3 separate regions of the Mus musculus genome follow, and regions 1 and 2 are each linked to region 3. The links are chromatin contacts, called in public HiChIP or PLAC-seq maps. All regions are on one chromosome and are shown on one strand. The core of a region is the stretch at or near the end of the contact, and the rest is flanking DNA. Distances in the headings are between cores, read along the strand shown. Region 1 has its middle 230 kb from the start of Gm36595. Region 2 has its middle 220 kb from the start of Gm36769. Region 3 has its middle 19 kb from the start of Gm36827.

Region 1 (4,399 bases), core at 870-3,369, 340 kb before region 3:
TGTCAAATATTGACTTCTGTTGATTTTGATCTTGAGCTTGCATTTTGCTATCTGGTTATCTTTGGTGTTAGCTGGCCTGGGTTTCTCTATCTCGAGCCTGCCTCCTGTGTCTCTGGGTTATAGTAGGTTTCCTGGAGGATTTGTGGCCTTAGCTACAGCCAGTCTCTTGGGAGACTTGCAGACTGCTGTGCTGGCTTCAGCAGATTTCCTGCGAGCTCTGAGGACAGTGTAGTATTAAGACAGGGGCTAGACCGGCTGATCTACCCCTAAGCGGGTACACGTCAGAAGGGAGATGGGGTTCACAAGTATAGGGAAGGAGTCCTGCATCCACTGGATATCTGGATGGTCCCAGCTCCTGTGGCTATTTGGGCAGCTATCCTACATGTTGCCCTGGGTGCAACAGATATCCTTGGAGCACTGTAGACTATGTACAGTTGAAAGAGAGGAGTAGACAGCTTAATCTGCCTGCAAGTCCCATATTTTGATTTTTAAAACTAATATCCTTACAAACTGCTAGGCTACTTTTTTCCCCTTTCCTAATATTTTAGTAAAATAAATCTATGTTCTTCACATTTTATAAACTGGTATGTAATTTACATGATTTAAATGCATTCATATGTTACTATTTTTTCTTCATTTTATTAATGAAACAGGGTTTTGACTTAAATAACATAGATAAGATAAAGTAAATGAGCAATCAAAGTGTACTGTGAGCAAAAGATTATACTGAGAGTTGGTCCTATCAGGTTCAAGTTCCCCTTGCACACATAGCAACCCAGAGTATGGACCAAAATCCAGAGCATGTACTTAGTTATCTAACTTAAACATCTGAGTGAAAGAAGGGAGGGACAAATGCCAGATACACAGGATTAAGGATACTGTTAGTTGAATGACAACAGTTGAGTCACTAAGTACTTCCAAGTTAAGGTGCTACCTCTCGAAGAGGTTTTCATTAGACTGACAAAAGATGAAATAACAAGGAAAAGTGATTGTGTGTGGGTTACACATTTATTTATGTGTGAACATGTACACGGATGTCAAAATTCTTTTTAAAAAACTACTTGGGTTTTATTTTTTAACCTTTGTTATTTAAATAATGTATATTTTGACTATTAATATTAAGCTTTGCTCTCTCTTAAGATCTCTTTTGTCAATGTAAAAAAAAAAATTCAGTGTTATTCACACCTCCCATAGTAAATTTATTTTAAAATTTTCTTGATTAAAAAAAAAATATCAGGATACCATACATGGCACATTCTCTTTTAATCCTCGTATTCAGGAAGCATAGGCAGGCATATCTCTCAGTTTGAGACCAACTTGGTCTGCAAAGAAAGTTACTGGTCAGCCAGGACTACAAAGAGAAATTCTGGTTTAAGAAACAAAACAAAACAAAACTAAACTAAATAAAACAAAACAAATCCAAGTATATCAGAATATCTGAGATCCTGTACTGAGTCTAGTGAGTGTGAAATACTATCTCTTGTCCACATGTTCATTTACAATTGCATTAGCTTTAAAAGGATAACAGATTGCTAAGTAACAAAAATTTAAATTAAACAAATGAAAGGTGAATCTACAAAAGCTTCAACAGTTGGAAACATTTTAAAGGATAAAATTGATCAATTGTTGTGTTATTTACACAGGAACCCAGGACCCAAGCCAACCTCATAACTACCTAGTAAGGACAAGTGCAGAGAGCCATTAACAGAATTGGGTAGGGTGGTGTCCTGTGGGCCAAAGAGCTGTGTGGATGTTGTTGTGTGCACTCAGATGTCACTCTCAGGAAGGATACTGCTGAGAAAAGTTGTCACCCTCTGAAACAGGAAAAAGAGTTTGCGAAGCTTCAGACATTGGTCAGATGGCAGATGTGAAGCAGGAGAGTCAGGAGAAATTCCAGCAGCATAATCACATAATGGGCATAATCACAAATGGACGGTCCTTATGACCTGAACATCAGATTAAGAACATTACTACAAGGTATGGAGGACAAATTTTTGTTTGATGTAAGGAAGCATTTTGAGATAGTAGTAGAAAAAGAAGTAGAGATCTGTGGACAGTGGATGATGCATGTGTTGACAATGTGTCCACCACCAGGGGACTGATTTTTTTAATTCACAATTGACTGTGGAACCACAAGTTCCTCTCAGAATACCATGGCCATGAATGAATGTTCAGGCTGTCAGGCAAGGTGGGAACAGGCTAAAACAGAAAGCCTTACTCCTCTTATCCATGTGACTCGTGTGAATCTTAGCTGTAAGACGGCCTGGCAGCTTGAAATCTCAGCATTCTAATTTGTAACATGAGAGTGTAGAGCTCAAAGATCTTAGTTTTATTTTTTTTTCAAGTTACCACAAACTGAGTTGCTAAAAACAATTCCATTATCTCATCGTTAGAAGTCAGAACCCCAGATAAATGTCCTTGGAATAAAACCAGGGTGCCTGCAGGCTGCATTCCTTCTAAAGACTCTAGTGGAAATGGTTCTCCTAGATGTTTCCAGCTTTTAGAAGCCGCCCACCTTCCTAAGCTCACCATTCCCTCTCATCTTCAAAGCCAATGAAGAACAGTCAACTCTTCCCCATTTCTTTTCTTCTTTACAAAGTCATTTCTATTTTTAAATTAATAAATGAAAGTTGTACATACTTATGATGTTCAATGTGATCTTCAAAGTATGAAATAAAAGCTAGACAGGACAAATTAAAATAACTAACTTATGAATCACCTTTACGTGTTTATTTTTCAGTGCCAAGAACAATTTTTAATTATATTTTCAATACTTTAAACAATTAGTGTGTGTGTGTGTGTGTGTGTGTGTGTGTGTGTGTGTGTGTGTGTGTCTATGTGTCTCTGTGTGTGAGACGTGTGTGGGAGTGCATGCCATAGTACTGAAGGAGAGGTCAGAGGACAACTTTGTGGAGTTGGTTCTTTATAGCCATCACCACATTGACTCTTGGGATGAATCTCAGGCCATCAGTCTTATATGACTTGTGCTTATACTTGCTGATCAATCTCACTGCCCTCTCACCACTTTCTAGGTATAAACACATGGTCATTAATTATAGTTACCATGACATACAATAGAGAGATTAAAATTATTATTTGAGGAACTTGGGCAGGGGTAGAAAGTCCATGGTTACAGACTTATTTATGTCCTTGACTCCACTGATAGCGTTTCCTAATCTCTTTATGAAACTGATGGGCAAATAGCAAGGCACACTCTATCTCTAACAAATAGCAATGTAAAGAGAAAAATAATTTAAAACAACCTTTTGAAATACATGACTATTGTCCTAAAGAGATATAGAAAATAAAGAAACACTCATTCAAGAAAAACTTGCTAAAGCCTAGCAAGAATAGTAGTCTATGACATTCAGGTTGTGACACACTGCCTAGCTCTTCTCCCCAGAGCTCCAGCTCATTTACTTCAGGATCTCTAATTCTAACAGTGAAACAGAAAGGGAGCCTTCATCATCTATTGACCTTTCAGAAACAGAAGATGGAACTGTTGGCTTTTTTATTTCCCCCAGACTTAAAATGCAGACTTGGGGAGCATCATGTTCCAATCACTCATTCATGTAACCAAAGTATTATTTTGCAGAAGGAAGCCCAGTCCCTGCCACCAGGTCTTGTATAGTCAAAGAGTTTCTACCCAGAAAGGGAAAGTGGAACAAAGGATGGCCTATTCCAGGCCAGAAAGGTGGTATCAACAGAATAACATTTCTTGTGTAATTTAAAGGGGTTTTCTATAGTTCCTCGGCACAAACAGAGATGAGCAAAGAGACACGCAATCTGAAAATCAGGATATAAGGCATCCATCAAGATTTCTCCCAGGGTCAGGCTGATCTCAACAGTAAGGGACAATATTAGTAAACTCCAGCTTCATTCACTAAAGAGCAGTCAAGCCCTAATTTTGGAGATTTAGATTATTATGTCTAAACCTAGAATGAGGAATGGTGACATTTAAACAGCAGAGAAAAAAAGAATAAAAGAAATTAAATAGACCATAAGAGGAATGTTTGGTATGATTAAATCTGTCTGCACAAGCAGAGTAAGAGAATGAGATGAAGAAAAGAAAGGAAATGAAGACTTAAAAAAAAAAAACAATGGCTGAGAAATGAAATTTCTCTAATAATCTATACTTAATGATTTAAATATAATAAATCCAAAGAGTGCCCCTACACACAAATCATGCTCAAAACATTGAAACCAAAAAGCAGAGAAAACCTTGCAAACAGCAAAAGAGACTCATCTAAGTACAAGAAAAATCCTCTTAAGAGCAACCGTTGGTTTCTCATCAGAAATAAGTCAGTGCAGAAAGTGGGGTGACAGTTGGAAATGATATATATAAAACTGACAATAAGAAATCTAAGATAGAGTGAGCTACTCAGTTTCCATGGGTTGT
Region 2 (4,306 bases), core at 193-2,692, 290 kb before region 3:
TAGATCTTAGATTCAGTGTATTACTTCAAAATGTTGATTTATTTTGATAAATTTATTTTCTTCCCTATAACTCTTCTACCACCTCTTTTTCTAGAGAGGTCTTATATTCAGTGTATTCCCTCAAAAATATTTCAAAATGTTAAGATATTTTTATAAATTGATTTCTTCCCTATAACTATTTTACTACTGCTTTAATGTTTTCTAAATTAAAATCACATTCCTCAAAGAAATTATAGCCCAGTTAGCTTCTAGTCTCTTCTCCACTCTGAGATGCGTGTGAGTGTGTGTGTGTGTGTGTGTGTGTGTGTGTGTGTGTGTGTGAATACTGGCCAACTACTTATTAACTATGCTTGAATTGCTTTGTTGCTTTTTCTCTTATTTTTAAAATGTTCTTATAGTTTATGTACATAAATATTGCAGTTTATGAGAAGGTTCATCAGAGATTAAATCTTATTTAATAATTAGTAACCTACATTTTAATTGAACCAAATAAAATTTTACATATGTTTCATCTATAACCTCATTCTATTATTAAACATAAGAAATCAATGACAGCGGCATTAAGTCCACCTCTGTCACTTGTGTACTTTTTCGAGGTGGGTTTCTGGGATCAAAGTAGAAAAAAAGCAACCAGGGTCTGAAAGGAAGGGAAGTGAGCTTCATCCGCTGGCCAAACTGAAAGAGAAGAAGCCGTGGGAAAGTAGGAACATTGGAGAAGCAGAATATATAATTTATTAATTGATTCATTGACTATTAATTGGTCATGAAAATGGGGAAGAGGTAATCCAGAAGAAGCAACAATAACACCAAAGATTCTTTGCCCGAGAACACAAATTGGTCCAAAACAAAGATTTGCTTTGTTGTAATAAAAAAAAATCTGATATTCATTCAAAGTGTTTTTGAACATCTATTATATCCTATTTTCTTCCTTTTTACTGATAAGGCTTTTACTTGACTCTATTTGGTGTTCCTTAAATAGAGAAGCTGACTTTTATGACTATATAGCCATTCTTTCATTTGACAGATTTTCTTTCAAGCAAATAGGAATGTCTTTAAGGTCCTCTTCAACATGGCCCCCAATAAATCACCCTGTACCTGTATCAGTTGTATTTTTCAGTATGCTTGGGAAGTTTTTCTGCCTTGCTTTTGCAAGCAGTGCCACTTTCTATGTCTTTACAAGTGTTTTCACCTAATAGAAAAAAAGCAAGCCAGATATAAAAAAGCCAAAATTGTCTGTAGCTTATTTAATCCATTGTGTGAATGGCTGCATTCTCACAATAACTTCACCAGCCACATCAAGCACCGTATCAACCATGTGTTCCAGAAATCAGAGCATACAGAGATGAAGACCAGCATCTAAATCAGAGTATTTACTCTGCAGCTGAGAAACCCAGGACTGTACAGAGGCAAAGTAGCTCTCTTCTACTTTTGATGCCTTTTTTCTATTTCCAATAAAAAGGCTAATATGCTTCATTTCTTTGACTCTCACTGAAATGGGTATTTTGTTACTAATCAACTCTGAAAAAAAATTGAAAAATGGCAAGAGACAACAAGTTATCATAGGGCTTTGTTGTTGTGTATTGTTTCTCAGGTTTTAGATCTTGAATTGTGGTATGTCCGTGGCTTCTGATCCTTTCAGTTTCCCTGTAGACAGTGATGATTCAAAACTGCCTTATGATCAACAATTTACCCACCCACAGAAATGTGTTTTTTTTCCTTTTTCTTCCCTTGACAAGTTCATATGCTCTTTTGATATTTTTAGAAGACAAGCCATGCGTGAAGCAAGACCATTTTTAAGTTCTTAGCACAGTAGATGATCAGTCAAAATATTTGTACAAGACATGCTGTGCTTCACGGATGGCCGCAGATAATTAGTTTGAGGCCAGTAAGCAAGGTTTCCCTCCGGGGCACAGATGAATTCAGACATCTTGATAGAGATAATCGAATTGGAAGAATGATGGTATTTGCTGCAACTAAGCTGAGCAAAGCATCTGAGATGACATCCACATAGCACTGTTATTGTCCTTTATTGTCTGGAGAGGAGACTGGAGTTTCTCTTGTACACGTGACTCAAAAGCATCATCTTAGGGCAATTTGTGTGCCCTGCAGGAATCTAAGAAATCCTAATCCTGTCTCTACAGTGAAAGGTTAAAAGGTTTGAACAATTATAAAGTCGAAGATTGTACTCACTGCAGGATGTGATTTCAATAGGGTGTAGCAGGCTCCAGCCAGGGTTTCTTCTCCCCATTTGTGCTTTGTTTTGAGAAACGCCAGGCAGTTACTTTCGCCTGATTCACCATGATAAGGTTATTGCAGAGCCCCTGTGCTTCCAGTGCATAGAGGGTGGCTTGTCTCTTCCGGAGTTTAGTACATTGCCCTCAGCAACAAATAACACCATATTTTATGATGTCTTGCCATTAATATTATTAAATCATAACATGCTCCCTTGTGGAGTTAAGCAATGCTGGCTTAAAAGGGGAAAGCAAGAGCCGTGAGAGTTTGTCTTCATCTGCCTCTGTCACTATGAGTGCACCTAGGTCAGTGCCACTGTGACTTGTGAGACCTGCAGCGAGACCCTGAAAGAACACTGATCTTTGTGTAAATGATGGGGAAGAAAATTGAACTATATTTTAAATTTAAATAAGAAAGCAAGCAAGAAAATTGGAAAGAGTAAGTCTCAAAGAGTCAAAGAGTCTTAGTCAAAGAGACTAAGATAGTAAGTCCCAAAGGCAATGCGACTCATCACTTTTTCTTTCCTAAGATTACTTCTTGCTACTGGGTTTGGGAGGGACTCCTTGATTTCCATAAGGTTACAGATGTAAAGGCAAACTCTTCCTACTTATAGCTTTTTTTACTATATTGAGAATTGACATATTAAATATAGATTATGGGGCTGGAGAGGGCCCCGGTTCAATTCCCAGCCCCCACATGGCAGTTCACAATTGTCTGTAACTGCTATTCCAGGGACTCTGATACCCTCACACAGACATACATGCAGTCAAAACTTCAATGTACATAAATAAAAATAACTAAATTATTACATGTAGATTATATATTAAATACATCAACATTAATTATGACAATAGATGTGTACTTTATTGTTCTGATTTGACAGATTAGAAAATTAGGTTCACTCAGATCCACATAGCATGTTCAAAATCATACAGCTAGTGAATTAGCAAGTTTGATTCCTGATATTGATTATGCTTTAAAAGAACTGGTTAGGTGCTAGACACACCACTATTATACTATTATATTATTTATGTATATAATATTTGTATATATTATGTATTTATTTTAACATTGTATATTGTGTGTGTGTGTCTGTATACATGCCACAGCATGCCTATGGAAGTCAGAGGGCAACTTTCTGAAATTTATTTTCTTCTGCCATCAAATGGGTTCCGGATTGGCTAGGCAGCAAGAACCCTTACTGAGTGAACCATCTTGCCAGCCTACATCAAATTATGATAAAGTGTGCAATACATATGCATGTATGTATAGGCCTCTCTTATTGACCCGGCAGTTTAAAATTGTTAGCTTTGTGGCATTGTAATAGAAGTAAGATTGGACTGGAAAGATAACTCAGTTGGTAAGTGTGCTTGCTACCAAGCCTGGTGACCTCAATTCAATCACTGGAATCCACACAGTATACTGAGAGAACTCTCACAAGTTTTCTATCCTCTGACCTCCATCCATGTGCTATGGTATGTCCACACTCACCCACCTTCTCCCTCTCCTCACATAAATAAATGAAAAATAAAAATGCATTATACATTTTTCATTGCTCTGATATTAATTTTTGTGGCATATTGAACATTACTGTCAACTTATACCCATAGAAACACAACCAGAAATAGAAAGTATTCCAGTGCTTGCTTATGCCATAGTAAGTGCTCAAGACAACTGTTTAATAACTGAGTGAAAGGCATCAAATGACAATTAAGAAAATACTTCTCATTCACATTTACAGGGGGAGAAAAGAAATAGTGTTCTTATTCAAAAGAGAAAGGAAAGCACATTAAAACATATCTCAAAAAACATTTGATCTGCAACTTAGTTTAATAAAATAACATAAATTATGTGTATGCACAGAGTCACATTTTTCTCAGAGTGTCACATCTGCCAGTGGTAATGATGAGGTTTTAATGACAAGTGCCATCGGGGGAAGCAATATGCTTACACATCTATACCCTAGGAGCTCTGCATCCCGAGTAAAGAGCCTGCATCATAAGCTTCAGTTTCACAAGCCTTTGGCACATGCTAGGTACACATTAACTTCCGTGCACTTGAAATTAAGAGACTA
Region 3 (4,375 bases), core at 1,278-3,777:
TTTCCCTAATTTAAATACTGTTTCCGGTATTTACTGTCATCTGTATCAATTTTTTTCCCCCAAAGAGACAGTACCTATTTGTTTTAAATACATTCACAGGACGGCAAGTGATAGTACGGAATACCAAGTGATTTCCTCACATAATAGGCGTACTCAATAATCACATGTTAATGATCTTACATGGTATCTTTTGTGATAAAATTCTGGGTTCTGCATAGGAAAATTACAATGTATTCACTCTTCTATAGTTAATAACCAGTAGCTGAGACAGAAGAGGTAACCTACATGTTAAGAATACTTGCTGTTATTGCCAACTATCCAGGCTCAGTTCCGAGCACTTATATCAGGCTGCTTAACAACCAGCTTTAACTACAGGTCCGATGTCTTCTTAACTCCTTCTGGCTTCCATCAGAACCTGCATACAGGGGGTATACATGTAGGTTAGCACACATGAACATGCGCGCACACACACAAACACAAAGACATATCTGCATGCACACACACACACACACAGAGAGAGAGAGAGAGAGAGAGAGAGAGAGAGAGAGAGAGAGAGAGACTGGAGACACAGCTCAGTAGTTAATAGGACCTATTACTCTTAGAGAATTCAACTCCCAGGCCCCTCATGGTGGTTCACAATTACTTTTGGCTCCAATCCCCCCTCTGACCACTGCAGAAAACAAGAGCACATATGGTACACATACGTAAAGACAAAACACTAACTATAAAATAAAGTGAACAAACTTAATTTCAAAAATGAATGAATAAAAATAATCACTAGCAAAGTTAAAGTGGCAGCCTAAACAGCAACAGTACAAATAATGCAAACTCAATAAAGAGAAAAAATCCTTAAAATTAAACCCTAAATATTTCCAAATGAATTAAAATAACTAAAGTTTAATTGTAAGAAAATACAATGGAAATGTTTATAACAATATTTTGCTCAGAAAAATTATACAGAATAATTTGCTGCACTATATACACTCATAATTTGAAGAATTAATTTTTCAAGGCTTGTTTTTACTTTGTCAAAGGAAAATTATAGACTTGGCACAGTGTAGTAAAGACTTAATACAGGAACTTAATGGTGATGTGACAGTTAATAAAACTATATCTTGAAAGTAGCTGGCAATGCTCTGGATGATAGTTAGCTTAAATGGAACAATTTGTTAAATCATTCAACTAATGCTTAGTAAGCATCCATTGTATAGCATTATCAAGTATGTACTGTGAAACTCTTGTGGTCGATGCCATATAAAAAGTTACATGCTTCTGTGAGATTTAAAATGTAGCAGAGAAAACACCAGCGCTTAAAAAAATGGATGATATCTTATGATCCAGTATATATATTTACATATATATATATATATATATATATATATATCAAATTAGTTTGAATGTTTACTTGAAAATACTTTAAATTCTTACATTGAAAACATAGAAAACACAGAAGTGGATGCTCACAGTCAGCTATTGGATGGATCACAGGGCCCCCAATGGAGGAGCTAGAGAAAGTACCCAAGGAGCTAAAGGGATCTGCAACCCTATACGTGGAACAACAATATGAACTAACCAGTATCCTGGAGCTCTTGACTCTAGCTGCATATGTATCAAAAGATGGCCTAGTCGGCCATCACTGGAAAGAGAGGCCCATTGGACATGCAAACTTTATATGCCCCAGTACAGGGGAACGCCAGGGCCAAAAAGGGGGAGTGGGTGGGTAGGGGAGTGGGGGGGGGCTTTTGGGATAGCATTGGAAATGTAAATGAGGAAAATACCTAATAAAAATATTAAAAGAAAAAGAAAACATAGAAAAATAAGAATCAGATGAAAAGAGACAGTTGGTTTAAAATGGTTGAAGTCAATATTTTGTACTCTGTAGTTACGTTATTTCCGTTCATTTTGATAGATCAATTTCTCTAAAGATTGGAAATCTTTGGGGCCAATAAAAATACCCTGAATATCTTCTGTGTCCTGTCAACATTCACATATCTTTATTATCTAATAATAAGGTATACATCCAGATACTATGCTGTATAGTGGGCCTGACTGAATGGCATATTAGAATTCAAGAGGGAGCAGATTTGATGTACAGTCTGAGAAACAGACTAGAGGGACCAAGGAAGCACAAAAGGCTTATGTCGGATACTAGTGAACCTCCCTCAAGACCTCGGCAGAGTTTTCAGGAAGAAACCGTAAAGAAGTGTTCTATATTCACCTCAGGACTGAAGACAAGAACACTGAAAAAAGATGTGATTCGGATACAGAATTTTTTGAGTAGCTCCCGTTTGAAAGGGGTAAATGAAGTGCGTTAAAAATATCCACCCCTCTGAGAATATCCAAAATAGAACTTTCCTTTTGAAAAACCAGAGAGATGTGCTGGGATCCTTTTCAAGGTCACTTTAACCTCTAAGAAATCAACGCAGTTTCTGTTGTGAGAGCAGGGTCGCCTCCCCTCCTACCCTTCCTTATCCTGATCAGGTGATGTCTCAGGCGGCAGCGATTCTTTTTTAATGTAACAAACAGTGCCATCTACTGACCAACTCATGCTACTGAAGCGGTAAATATTCTAGGACAGTAATTTGATCTGTGATAGGCCATTTGTCACAGTCTACGGAAGTCACATTTTACACGTGCTTATTCGAAGCTACAAGCAGGACAGGTGCCGTCTGTTTTGATTGTCAAGACTTTTTTTTTTTCTTTTTAGTACAAGAAGAGATTGAGGTCCAAGAAAACGGATCATTTGATCGTAATTTCGACTCTGTGGTTTTTTGTAGAGAGTACCACTTTGAACTGAATTCCCCTGAATGGAAGGAAATGTCACACTTTAGAAGTGTAAACAAGTCTTCAGAGTTCTAGAGCCTCGGAGTAAAAGCTAGATGGGGATGAGGGATGAAAAGGTGTGAGGTCCGTAGAGCAAAGCACACTGCCCAATGACGGACAGTCTGGGGAGAAGGAAAATGCTCACGTGGACTGTCAAGTCGGAGAATGAAAGGAAAATGAGCCAAGGCTATTTTATTTCTCCCCCTTTAATACTATAAAGCTTGGAAATATTTAGGTCAGTCCCATGTGTTCCTACATAGGCATTATCAATAATTCCATCTATTGTGTTGCAAGTTGTATGGTGTCAATAATCAGTCACTTACAAATTTATGAGAGTTAGGCTGAAGTAAGGATGGATAATGCAGTGAAAATCTCCCTATACTTTGATTAATGAGAATTAAGCCCCATTTGGTTTCTATTTGCACCCAAATCAGGAGAGTGTTGTTACTGTTATTGTTGTTATAGGCTGCATGCAGATATTACACTGAACAGTTCCATGGTTGTGGCATTCATGCTGTTTTCCTATAAGCTTCTGATTCTATAAATGGATGTAACCAATATCTGTGGGATGGAATATTTGTAAAAGAATATGCTACCTTCTCCTTTAAGAGAGAGAGAGAGAGAGAGAGAGAGAGAGAGAGAGAGAGAGAGAGCAAGAAAGGATGTTGATTTTGTGTATAGGGAGATAGGGAGGATCTGGGAGGAGCTGAGAGAGGAGGAACTATAATAGAATATATTTTATGAAAAAATATATTTTCAATTAAAAATATACTATTTTCTCATTTAAGATAGGAATGAGCAAGTTGATAAAATGGGTCCAGATGTTTGTTTCCGTTGTTGCATTGAAGCTCTTGAAACTGTATGAGGCACATTCTCAAATTATATAATATATATCAAATTAGGAAATGAAAGTAATCTATCAGCCAGATGAATCATATTCGGGAGGGTTTCTGAGAATAATACTCAAGATGTACAATATTACCAATCTTTGAAACACAGAAGAAAAAGAAGGAGAAGAAGAAGAAAAAGAAGGAGGAGGAGGAAAAGGGAGGAGGGGGGAGGAAGAAGAGGAGGGGGAGAAAGAGGAGGAGGAGGAGAAGAAGGAAAAGGAGGAGAAGAAGAAAACAGCAGCACAGAAGGCAAGTTTGACAGCAATGCGACCATTCAAATGCACACGATCTCAGTCTGCATACAACCACCTCCTTCCATTTCTCAAACCAAAGGCTTCCAAAGAGCCAGGAATCTACAGAACTAATGATGTCAATGACCATAGCAACGCAAGCACTGGAGGGGTGCGCTTTCTTCACAGGACACTGTCCTGAGGGTTGTTAGTAACACTGAAACTTACTCTGGGATTAGACAAGGACATATGGTGGAGGCAGAAGGCAAGTCTTCACAGAGATGCCTCTTGGTGATAGCTCAGGACAGACCTGAGAAATGCTGACAACAGCTGCTGGAGCAAGTCACAGACCCACAGAGCATGTGGAATAGCACATGGAACCTGGCTCTGGGCCTCTGTAGTGGGGTTTGTTTAGGATTTCAAAATAATTCA

Evidence for each region. HiChIP or PLAC-seq counts read pairs in DNA pulled down with a chosen protein or histone mark.
Region 1: an H3K27ac HiChIP or PLAC-seq map of heart atrium shows a contact between it and region 3, with 5 read pairs. The contact joins two enhancer-like sites. A contact is called at or near these places in 1 of 484 Hi-C or Micro-C datasets (bone marrow-derived macrophages) and 1 of 115 datasets of contacts at active chromatin or transcription factors (heart atrium).
Region 2: a RAD21 HiChIP or PLAC-seq map of pro-B cells shows a contact between it and region 3, with 4 times the contacts expected there. The contact joins two enhancer-like sites. A contact is called at or near these places in 1 of 15 datasets of contacts at CTCF or cohesin (pro-B cells) and 1 of 484 Hi-C or Micro-C datasets (nephron progenitors).

The regions. Positions count from the first base shown.
Region 1 is chr10:56,658,327-56,662,725 of GRCm38.p6, forward strand. No RefSeq gene overlaps it. Among named protein-coding and RNA genes, the nearest start is that of Gm36595, 230 kb to the left of the region's middle. Within about 2 kb of position 2,120, at least 7 of the 459 cell types and tissues checked have an H3K27ac peak or open chromatin away from gene starts, as enhancers often do. A contact at or near this core is called in heart atrium, where this site is marked.
Region 2 is chr10:56,710,874-56,715,179 of GRCm38.p6, forward strand. No RefSeq gene overlaps it. Among named protein-coding and RNA genes, the nearest start is that of Gm36769, 220 kb to the right of the region's middle. Within about 2 kb of position 1,443, at least 6 of the 459 cell types and tissues checked have an H3K27ac peak or open chromatin away from gene starts, as enhancers often do. A contact at or near this core is called in pro-B cells, where this site is marked.
Region 3 is chr10:56,998,999-57,003,373 of GRCm38.p6, forward strand. No RefSeq gene overlaps it. Among named protein-coding and RNA genes, the nearest start is that of Gm36827, 19 kb to the left of the region's middle. Within about 2 kb of position 2,528, at least 29 of the 459 cell types and tissues checked have an H3K27ac peak or open chromatin away from gene starts, as enhancers often do. A contact at or near this core is called in heart atrium and pro-B cells, where this site is marked.